2 separate regions of the Gossypium arboreum genome follow, and region 2 is linked to region 1. The links are chromatin contacts, called in public Hi-C maps. All regions are on one chromosome and are shown on one strand. Each heading gives the region's core, a stretch centred on a gene start, on an enhancer-like site or on the middle of the called end of the contact. The rest is flanking DNA. Distances are from core to core; before and after follow the strand shown.

Region 1 (5,935 bases), core at 2,100-4,599:
TAGACCTTTTTACTTAATTAACTATTTAAACTTCAAATTTTCTTAACGAAACTTTAATGCGGCCTTAATATAATAGACATTTAATAAATAAAATAATAATAACCCATTCGTCTGAATTGTTGTCCCAAAACTATTTTTTCCGACACCACTAAAAACGGGCTATTACAATATATAACTTATTGTTATATATCATTGCGTATTATTATACTAGTTAAGATATGCTCTAAGTCCCTACACTTTTGTACATTTGAAAGTTAACTCTTCTACTATATTATATAATGTTATATCATATCATATAATATATTTATAGTTTATATATATGCATTGATGATTAAACATTATAATATCATATAATTTTATATCTTTTACTATAATCTACGTTAGAATAATATATATGTATTAATATTTTTAGTAATAGTTATATATTATATCATTATTTTATGTATTAGTAATATACTAATTTAGTATATCGGTTTAAGGTCAAGTTAGGTAACCGGTCTCCATTTCGGTAATAGTTATATAATATATTATTATATAATCACTAAAGTTTAATTTTATATTTTTAATATTGTTAATTTTATATATTTATTATACATATATAATTATAGTATTAAAATATTTTATATTAAGATAATATTTTTAAAATTTTATTTCACTTTTTAATTTAACATAAAATTATTATCAATTACTTTTCCTATTAATAAAATTTTAGTATAAAATATACAATGCTTATGAATACATTTTTAAAAATAAAGAATTATCATTTATTTTATTTTATTTTTATTTTAAGTAATAACATAAAATTATATTAATTATTGAAGTCTATCATGGTTGTTTAGTTATGAATCCGAGTTTTGGGTCGGATTTATCTCAAGCTCGAGCTAGATCAATCTTTGACTTGGATCTATGACGGGCTCAGGCTTTCTCGGACTTGGATCATTACAAGCTTAGATCGACATGGGCAAACTTTCGAGCTCAAGTTTATTTTGCCAGCTCTAATGTTTAGTGATGACATTTAGATATTGCATATACTAGCTGATACATATATCAACTAAAATGCTTTAAATAATTATGTGTTTCCAAATAAGTCTTGGGCACGTTAGAAGTATGACAAACTAGCCAGTTCTATAAAATGAAAAATTCTTAAAAGAAAGAAGCAAGAAATGAATATGGTCACGTGTTAAAAAAGGCGGGTACTCATGAAGAAATCCAAGGCATAAGTTTCAAAAGTGGTTCAGTTACATGAAATTATGAATATAATGAGATATCTCAATCAATAATGTCATAACTAAGGATGATGGAGCTGACAAAAGGAAATTATTGTCAACAACGCTTCTATCATACCTTATGAAATGTATCTCGAGCATGAAATTCAAACTCCCAAAAGGTTTAAAACCAAGTGGAGTACATGTAGCATAATAGTGAAAAAATAAAAGTTATAAAATCTAGAATTGACTTGTAAAATAAACTTTCACAAGATACTTGACTTTGATTATGAAAATGATTAACTTTGTTTGAGTGCAATAATTTGACTCTAAATACAAGTTATTTATTTACATTTAGTACATTTTATTAAGTTGATATAAATTATTTGATAATATTATAAAAATAAAAAACAAAAATCCCTAAAGGATTAATGCTTGAAGCATAAAACTTTGAGTTTCTAAGAAAATCATTAAATATGAATATGAGTTTTTCACGTATTTTTAATAATCAATGTATTTATAAATATATGTTATTATTGTTGATATTATGTATTAAATATAATTGGAGTTTTGAAAATTTCCAAGAGCAATAATTATTTGCTGGATAAACTTTATAATAAAAGTATATCCGAAGATCGAGTGTTCAATAAGGACAAATGGTCACACAATAACATCATAAAGAATTGCTATTGAGTATCCAGTGGTGTTTATATAATCAAAATTAATGAAGATCATTTTTTATGTGGATTGGAGATATTGAAAAGGAATATAAATGATCATACAATTATGTTATAAAACGATGGTACTAAAGTACTATTTCTTTATGTGTCTAATACACTCATTGAGTTGGTAATAGTAAATGATAAAATCCATGATTTTTATAAAACTGTTGGCAACATCTAAAGCATAGCAATTGAACTTTATTGTTATATTGATACACATCAACAAAATTTGTTATAAATGTTGATGATTTACTATTCATAAATAATATTAAACGTCTCAACATTAAGTTATAAATGATGTTAAAATAAGAGAGTAAAATATACACTATACCCTTTTTTAATCAACTCTTTTTTCTTTACTAGAATTTTTTTCACAAAGTTTTTCCTAATAATATTTTAACGAGACATATTTATTCTTTATTAATGGATATCCAATGAGTGGTATAAATAATATATTATTATAGATGTCCATAACTCTCAAAGTTGTAACCTCTATTGGAATAATGAGGATTTTATATTGTAATTAAACCTCTATTTACTATTTGTAACTTAAGAAATTGTATTATATTAAAAGATATATTTATAGAAGTATGTACAAGGCTGGTAGAGATGTAGAAGAAATAAAATAAAAGTTCTCTCATTTATCTTTCTATTATATTATTTCTTTATATTTATATTTCCTCTTTATTTTATTCTTTCCTTTCATTATTTCATAATAATTCTGTCTTTTTATAATTACAAAATTAAAAAAAATCAAATTTTTAAATTAAAAATGCAAAAACTTAATGTGTCAAAATTAAAAATAAATGAACTAAATTCAAAGTTTAATATAGCATAGGACCGCTAGCATATTTAAACTTATGGGTGTTTTTTTCTACTTTAATTGGAAGCCAACTAATCTTGGATTAACCTGTCCATATGTACAAAACGTATACCGAAGAGTATCCTGAAATTGATTTTGTTACTATATTAATCATCCATCACTCCAAATATATTTTTGTATCTTAATGCAATAGTTGTAGTCAAATTAGGTAATGGTTCTCAGGGTTTAAATTTTTTTATCTAAAATACTTTTTTTAATTTGGTAAATTTTTCTACCTTAATATCTGAATTAGATAATTGTTTCCCATTAAAGTTTAAACATTTTAAAATTAATTTTGAACCTATAATTATTCTCACAATAAATTTTAATTTTTTTCTCTAACTTCTTTTTAAAATATATTATAGATTAATTTAAAAAAAATTAAAGTTATAATTTAAAATTAATTGTCAAATTCAAGAATGAATTTAAAAAAAAAATCAAACGCCAAACCAAAACAATTACCAAAATTCGGCCAAATAATGAAATAGTTTTATTTTTAAAAACACAAGGAAATTTGAATTACAAATATTCTTATCTATAACCGCACACCTAGAGAGCATCGTACGTAATGGAACAGTATATAGGATCGAAAATATAAAGCATATATGGGAAATTGTCACGTGGAAAGAGCTCTCTCTGTCTATCATAAATAGCCTTCACCATTTTTATTATTTTAACCTGTAGTGCAGTTGTAGATTTAACAGTCTCTGCTTAGCTTTCAAGCTTTTCAAGGTATGGTTTCTTTTCTTTTCTCTTTTTTTATTCTGTATTATCTCAGTCTCAAGCACGCACGAAATGACAACAAAGAATAAAATCCAAAAGGAGATCTCCCATGAAATCCGTAATGTTTAAGTGCATGCAGGCAATCTGCTTTCCATTTCCTTTTTTCTTCTTCTTCGTGATCTTTCTTGGTTATAGCCATTGAACTTATAATCATAGTGGAGAAGTTGTTTGGTAGATTTTTACATCATTGAGTGATGAGATCTGTAGAGAAAAACTCAAATTTCATTGAAAAAAATTACCCCTAAATAGAAAAGCCAAGAAGAAGGTTTCAATTCTATCCAACTGTCCCAATTGCGCTCGGATTTGGATGGAGAGAAAATCCTAACAGATAAAATCTCTCTTTTTTTTTTATGGAGAATACATTGTCATAGTTATCGAATAATTTCTTGACTTTCTTCCTCTAGGTCTAGGGTGAGCCAACCTGGATTTGTAAGGTCTGTTGAGCCTCGCACATTCTTATAACAACGACTGTGAAACTGATATTTGATGATTTGTCATTTTAATTCCTCAAACATTTTACATGTTAGTATTTCAGAACGGATAGCGATGGAAGGTGGTGAGAATGAGAATGGGGGTAAGAAGAGGGGATGCGGTTGCAGCAAGCAAGATTTCTTGCCAGAAGAGTCATTTCAGAGTTGTAGAAGCTATTTGAATGCATTGTGTAACACTAAATCTAGGCTTAGAGACCGGCTGCTGGCACGTTCCGCGGACCATATGGAACTACATGAAATACGTGGTCGTAGCCAGCATGAAATGAAGAAAAGGTTGAATTGGTGGGACATAATTTGGTTTGGGATTGGAGCTGTGATGGGTTCAGGAATATTTGTCCTCACTGGGGAAGCCGCTAGAAATCATTCTGGGCCAGCAGTCGTGGTTTCGTATCTTATTTCAGGTATGACTGCGCTGCTTTCGGTTTTGTGCTACACTGAATTCTGTGTGGAACTACCGGTTGCGGGAGGCTCATTTACATATCTTAGAGTAGAGCTGGGTGATTTCGTTGCTTATATTGCTGCTGGGAACATTCTGTTTGAGTACGTGGTTGCTGGTGCTAGTGTGGCAAGGTCCTGGACTTCCTATCTCGCTACTTTGTTCAACCATGACCCCAATAGTTTCCGCTTCCATGCTTCATCCTTTCCCGAAGACTACAGCCATTTAGACCCTATTGCAGCAGTTGTCTCACTGCTCATCTGCATTGCCGCATGTATGAGCACCAAAGGGTCCTCAAGGTTCAATTCCATTGCCACCATTGTCCATCTACTAGTTTTGCTTTTCATTCTCATTGTTGGTTTGACCAAAGCTAACCCCCAACATTTTTCCAACTTTGCCCCTAATGGCATCCGTGGTATTCTGAAAGCTTCATCTATTCTCTTCTTTGCTTATGTGGGATTTGATGGAGTGGCAACCCTTGGAGAAGAGGTTAAGAACCCGGGTCGAGATATCCCAATCGGCTTAATAGGCTCGATGTTGATTATAATACTACTGTATTGCCTTCTCTCAGCAACATTGATTTTGATCCAACCCTACTACCAAATTGATGTGAATGCGCCATTTACTTTGGCATTCCAAGCCATAGGCCTGAAATGGGCTAAATATATTGTTGCTTTAGGTGCATTGAAGGGCATGACCACGGTCTTGCTAGCCAACATACTTGGACAAGCTCGGTATTTCACTCACATAGGGCGCACTCATTTGGCACCACCCTTCCTTGCAACCATTAACGAGAAAACAAGAACACCAGTTAACGCCACAGTCGTCATGACCCTCCTAAACTCCATCGTAGGATTCTTCACAAGTCTTGACGTGCTGGCAAACCTTCTTTCCTTGACAACACTGTTGATTTTCTCACTGGTTGCATTGGCGCTTTTGGTTAGACGTTACTATGTGGGAGGTGAGACAACAAGCTCCAACAGAAACAAGCTGATCCTGTTCTTGATGTTGATGGTAGGATCCTCAATTGCTACTGCTGTATATTGGGCGATTGGGAAAAATGGATGGATCGGATATGCAGTGACTGTCCCCATTTGGTTCATAGCTACACTTGGGCTAAATCTGATGGTGAAGGAAGCAAAGAAACCTAAGTTGTGGGGAGTGCCATTAGTGCCTTGGCTACCATCAGCTTCTTTTGCCACTAACGTTTTTATCATGGCTTCAGTTGATGGGGCATCATATGTGCGATTTGGAATCTGGACATTGCTATTGCTGGTCTATTATGTTTTCATTGCACTACATGCTTCATATGATGCAGCTAAGGAGACTACTGATACAACTTCAGCAGCTACTGCTACATGCCTTGAGGATGGAGGAGCATCACAACTCCACCATTGAATCTTTTCTGGAGTAGATTATTATTATATATTGCTCTT
Region 2 (5,935 bases), core at 1,356-3,855, 630 kb before region 1:
TGATATTATAATGTTTAATCATTGATGCATATTTATAAACTATTAACATATTATATGATATGATATAGCATTATGTAAAATAATAGGAGGATTAACTTTCAAATGTACAAAATTATAGGGACTTAGAGTATATTTCAACCCATATAATAATAAACAATAATATATTATATTTTTTATAATAACTAATATATATAATGTACTACTATTATATTATAGAATGTAATAAAAGATGTAATATTACATTATATTATAATGTTTAATCATTGATGCGTATATATATAAACTATTAATATATTATATACTATATGAAATAATATAGAATTATATAATAAAGTAGGCGGGTTAACTTTCAAATGTAGGAAAATAGGGACTTAAAGCATATTTCAAACATTATAATCATAAATAATAATATATGGTAATAATGATTATATTATGCACTACTCTACTATTATAGTATATGATATTGTATTATATAATGAAATAATATATTTTATAAGTCGTAATATATATAAATAACTATTACTATATTATTGATTATAATAAAAGATATAGCATCAATAGTTATATATAATTTAGCATATTAAAATACATGTTTATAATTATAACTAGCAATAAATAAAATATTATTAAAATTTAATATCTTAATAAAATAACTTTTATTAATTTGGATATAAAATTGGTTTTAACTTTTACAAATTGCATTTGAGTATTGTGTTTAATTTCTTTTTATTTTGGACATGAGATTTGAACAATAATTATTTTATTTTGAGTTTGGGTAATAATGATTATATTATTTGAGTTTGGGCTTATTATATTAAATTTGAGTTTTGGAATAAATATTTTAGAATATGAGTATTAGGTTTATAAATTTAATAAGAAAAAGAAAAAGTTATTCAATAATCAATATAATATAATAATAAACAATAATATATAATAATTAATATATAATGTACTATTATCATATATAACTATTATTATATTATAGATTATAATAAAAATATAGGAGTACATGATATTATAATGTTTAATAATTAATACATATATATATATATAAACTATTAATATATTATATAATATATGATATTATATAACATTATATAATAGTAAGAGGGCTAACTTTCAAATCTATGAAAAGTATAGGAACTTAGAGCATATTTCAAATAGTATAATAATAAACATTAATAATTAATAATTAATATATAATTTACTTCTATTATATATAACTATTATTATATTATAGATTACAATAAAAGATATAGAATTACATGATATTATAATATTTAATCATTGATGCATATATAAAACTATCAATATAATATATACTATATGATATGATATGATATAATATTATATAATGTAGTAGTAGGGATAATTTTCAAATGTCTAAAAAGTATAGGGACTTAGAGCCTATTTCAACGAGTATAATAATAAACAATAATATATGATAATAATTAATATATTATATTCTACTTTACTATTATAGTATGCAATATAGTATTCCATGACAAGATAATATATTTTATAAGTATTAGTATTTATAACTATTATTATATTATAGATTATAATAAAAGATATGTCATTAATAGTTATGTTTATGATTATAACTAGCAATACATAAAATATTATTAGAATTTTAATATATTAATAAAATATTATTTTATAAAATTTAATTTTAAATTGGGCTTTAACTTTTATAATTAGTAATTAAGTATTGAGTTTAATTTTTTTTATTTTAGACTTGGATTATAATTAGTTTATTTTGAATTTGGGTGATAATGAGTATATTATTTGGGTTTGAGCTTACTATAATATATTTTAGTTTTGGAATAAATATTTTAGAATAGGTATTAAGTTTATAAATTTAATAAGAAAAATAAAAGTTATTCAATTGTCAATATAATATAATAATAGAAAATAAAAATATTTTTGTTGATTCATATAATATCATAGAATAATCAATTTTAGATACAATAACCACTTTAATTAATTTATATGAAAGAATTTTATTAAATATATATAATTTATGCTTTTATAAGGAAAATTGAATTGTGTTATCATCGTATAAAAATAAAATGAATTATTACATTTGAAATTAAAATATTTATAAATAATAAAATTCAAGATTATTTGAATATGTTAGAGCTTGCCCAATTCGATCCAAGCTCAAATCTGAAAATCTCCAAATCGGAAAGAGACCAAATTTGAAAATTCAATTCTATAATAGATTTGAACTTGAAAATACCTGAATCAAAATTGATCTATACTCGAAAAGAAATCAAATCTAAAAAAATTTAAATCTAAAAATAAGCCCAACCCGAAACAGCCTATTTGCTAGCTCTAAACTTTTATATCAACCAGTTGAAATATAATACATACAATCTAATACCTTGAAATATAATATATATGGTATAGTATGATATGATTAAATTACTAGGTTTAAGCTTACATTTCTTTTAAAAACGTTTAAGCTTACCGTCTAAATAAATTTAGGTGTGAATTTTTTCTTTTTCTTTTTTCAACAGAGGTCTGAATGAATTTAAGCAAAATACGAATCACATTTCAGATTACGTCGGATTTAGACAAGTATTTACGTTGATAACACGAAATTTAATATTAAACATGGACCCACGATAATTTCAAAGGCCCAGACCCAAAATATATATTGACAGATAGAGAAAATCAGAAAAACGGGACCCCGTTCTAATTTCATCTAAAATCGTCACCAATGCTTCTTCACTTCCCATAAAATCTGAACCCACCGGAGACTGCCATGACGGATCACCACCACCGGTTCGGCCAAATCCGATCTACCTCCCAGGTCCTAAGACAAGCCGCCGTGCATTTCTACGCCCACCCTTTCACAATCCTTTTCCTTTCTTTACTCCTCTTCTCTTTCCGTTGTTTAGTTGAATCCGGTTCCCTTCTCCTCACTTCCTTCATCGACCGTGACCCTTCTTTCAAATCCCTTCTTTCCCGCCTCGACCTTCATCCTTCCCACCCCCACGCGCGTCTTCACCCTACTCGCCGTCCTTTCCTTCACCTCACCCGTGTCGGTACTCTCGACGACGACTTCTTTTCTTCCGACGATGATCACCCGGACCGCTCCCTCTTTGGTTCTTTTCCTAACCGCCCCATCAATTCTACGCCGGTTATTCTTTACAACTTTGACACTAGATTGGGATTTTCGCATTCCGTGGCGGATAACGGGATTCTGTTGCTGGAGATTGTTCGTCACGGTGTTAAATTCAAGACTAGCCCCTTTGAATATGAAAGAAATGAAGGGGAACAACAAGAAGAAAGAGTTGTGGATTTTCAGTTCGTGTATAAAGGATTTGAGTTGGGCCGTCAAGATGCAGCGACGCTTTTTTTCCTCGTCAGCTTTTTATCGTTTTCGTATGGGTGGGTGATTCTAGGGTTTACAACGATTTACTCTTTGATTTTGGGTGTTCTTTTTGTTACAGTTGTTAATGACTTGATTGGAAGATTTGTTTCCTTTATTGGGGCTTTTTTGGATGGGTCAAAAGTGGGATTAAAAAGACTCACTGGGTTCGTTTTAATGAAATGGGCGGTAAGAGACGCGGTAACTCAGCTTCTTGGATTATGGTATTTCGGAGAAATTGAGGATCACTACTCGTTTTTCAAGCTTTTTGTTAGGTTAAAGTTGATGCCTTTTTCGGTTATGTCACCGTGGATTAGGGGTTTTGAGAAGGAGATTTCAGGGTTTTTGTTTACGTGGTTCTTGGTGGATACTTTAGTTGCATTCGCTTTCTCTCTAGCTGCTTGGATTGCCATTGTGGATTCGAGAAGAACCGGGAGGGAAATTATTGAAGAAGGTTGTTATTTGATGTCAACACTGTTGAACCAAGCGATACAGATCAAGTGCTATGAAGCTATTGCCATGTGGGTTTTGACTTATATAGGTGGGGATCATTTTTTCGCTACTGTTATTCAGGCTGCTTTGGAGCTGTATTTCATGGTGGCTTGGTTGATATTTTACTTTATGGTGAGGTGTAGGGAAGCTAGTGCAGCGGGTAGAAGGTATGGGAGGAGAGAATTGGAGGTTTTGGTTGATGGACTTAGATGATAATCAACTGGGGAAAAATGGGTTGAACTTGCCTTTGCAGATGGTAATTTCGACTGTGACACTGAAGATACAGATAATCGAATCAAGCGTGTCGTGTCTTCCTGGTTTTTTGCAGTGAGTGATGCCATACTGCCATTATTTGGTGTAAGAACCTGCCAATGCGTTCCATATACGTTTGATTTTATCATGAGGCAATACATTGCTTTGTATATTTTCACTAAAATTGCTTTTGTCTGTATATTTTGTTGCAATCAATTGGTGTTTGCTGGCTTGCAGTATTTGTTCCTTGCTGGTATCAATGAGTACAGTAATGATGCTATTATGTTTAGAACGTTATCTTTGTGCTGTGGTCTTTTCCCCGTATCTTCTTGCGTATGCTAATGTGAATTACTTCATTTGCACGGCACTATATTTGCTTTTGTCTGTATATTTTGTTGCAATCAATTGGTGTTTACTGGCTTGCAGTATTTGTTCCTTGCTGGTATCAATGAGTACAGTAATGATGCTATTATGTTTAGAACGTATGCTAATGTGAATTAGCTTTGATTTTACCCTATTTCTAATTGATGCTTTTGGTTATAAGATGCTGATCATATATGCTTGATATGGCTATGACTTTTTTTGATTTGTCATTTTATTGTTGGAAAAGAAGTTCTAGAAATTGAGTGGAGGCATGCTGGTACATCTGCATTTTATGCTGTAGTGGGCAGTATATTGGGGTGTGGCATGCAATTTTAGCAAATATTAGATGTTGCTTTTGTGCTAGGGTATCAGAATGAGGTAAAACCTAAGTTAGAATGATGTGTTTGGCATGGGCTGTAATGAGAAGTGAGATAAAATCACCCAAGATTGTGTAAATTGAGGTAGGCTGTGCATTTTTATCCTGTTTCCTGGTTGCATTGCTGGTTTTGAAAAGGTTACGGAAATTTGCTTGTAACTGTTGCCAAGTTGTGGAGTATTCTGGAGTTCAATCAGTTGGCATTCTGAATTAAGTTTTAAAGGGTCTACATGAGACAAATGAATCTAATAGACTTTTTATGAGGAAGTCCTGTTTAAATTATGATCATTATCCTTAAAATGGATTTCATTATTCCAATGTTTTTGGCTATCGTGGGGGCTAGCAGCATGTATGAAGCGTTTGTTCTGCCAATGTAGCTGGAGTGGACAGGTTCAATGGTACTGCTTTTGGAATTTAAAAGAAGCTTTGGGGCTTTGCACCTTTGAAATGCTTTTACGTCCATGTTACAGGTAATCTGAAGCTTTTGGCCGTTGGCCTTTGAAATCTTGTTTCTCATATGGAGGAAGATCTCATCATAAGCCTTATCCATGCATGTTTTCTGACAGTGTTGGCTGACCTTTTTATGATTATCAGATGCAAATATATATAAGTAGGCTGCATTTTGTCATAATGCTTTGAATTTTTGAAACAAGTATCCTTTTGTCCTTAATGTGGAACCACCAAATTTTGTCAATAATTTTTGGTCACTTGAGCAAAGTGTGGATGGATGAAGTGTAGATTTGTTGCCATACGAAGAATGAGTTTCTGTACTTAATTCACCTTGTTATAGACAGTTTAGACATCCAATAAGCTGTGGAAAGAATGGAATACAAGAATCAAACTATATGCCAATTGTGGTGTATGATTCTTAACCAAATATTTGAGAGAGAATCGGTGTTCATTCGTTGATTGCCTTCTTTTTTTCTCTTAGTTGTTTATTTTTGTTTTTTGAGTGTAGTTGGATATTGAATTATTCGATGTTCAGTAACTTGGGAATATGCAAGATCAACTGGTGATTATGTTAGTGTGAATCATTCCGTGCAGCCTATGAATATGTTATTATGTTAAAAGGC

The links. Hi-C and Micro-C count contacts between places; a contact is called where the count stands out from the background.
Region 2: a contact with region 1 is called in a Hi-C map of leaf, with 3 times the contacts expected there. The contact joins the promoter of LOC108486964 here to the promoter of LOC108482705 in region 1. A contact is called at or near these places in 2 of 5 Hi-C or Micro-C datasets (both in leaf).

What each region holds. Positions count from the first base shown.
Region 1 is chr1:59,264,631-59,270,565 of ASM2569848v2, reverse strand. It overlaps LOC108482705 (cationic amino acid transporter 1-like), which reads left to right and starts at 3,349. Exons shown (of 3, transcript XM_053028814.1): 1 at 3,349-3,521; 2 at 3,977-4,006; 3 at 4,100-5,935. The coding sequence starts at 4,119. The coding sequence ends at 5,897.
Region 2 is chr1:59,893,041-59,898,975 of ASM2569848v2, reverse strand. LOC108486964 reads left to right here and starts at 2,605. Exons shown (of 1, transcript XM_017791132.2): 1 at 2,605-5,893. The coding sequence starts at 2,771. The coding sequence ends at 4,084.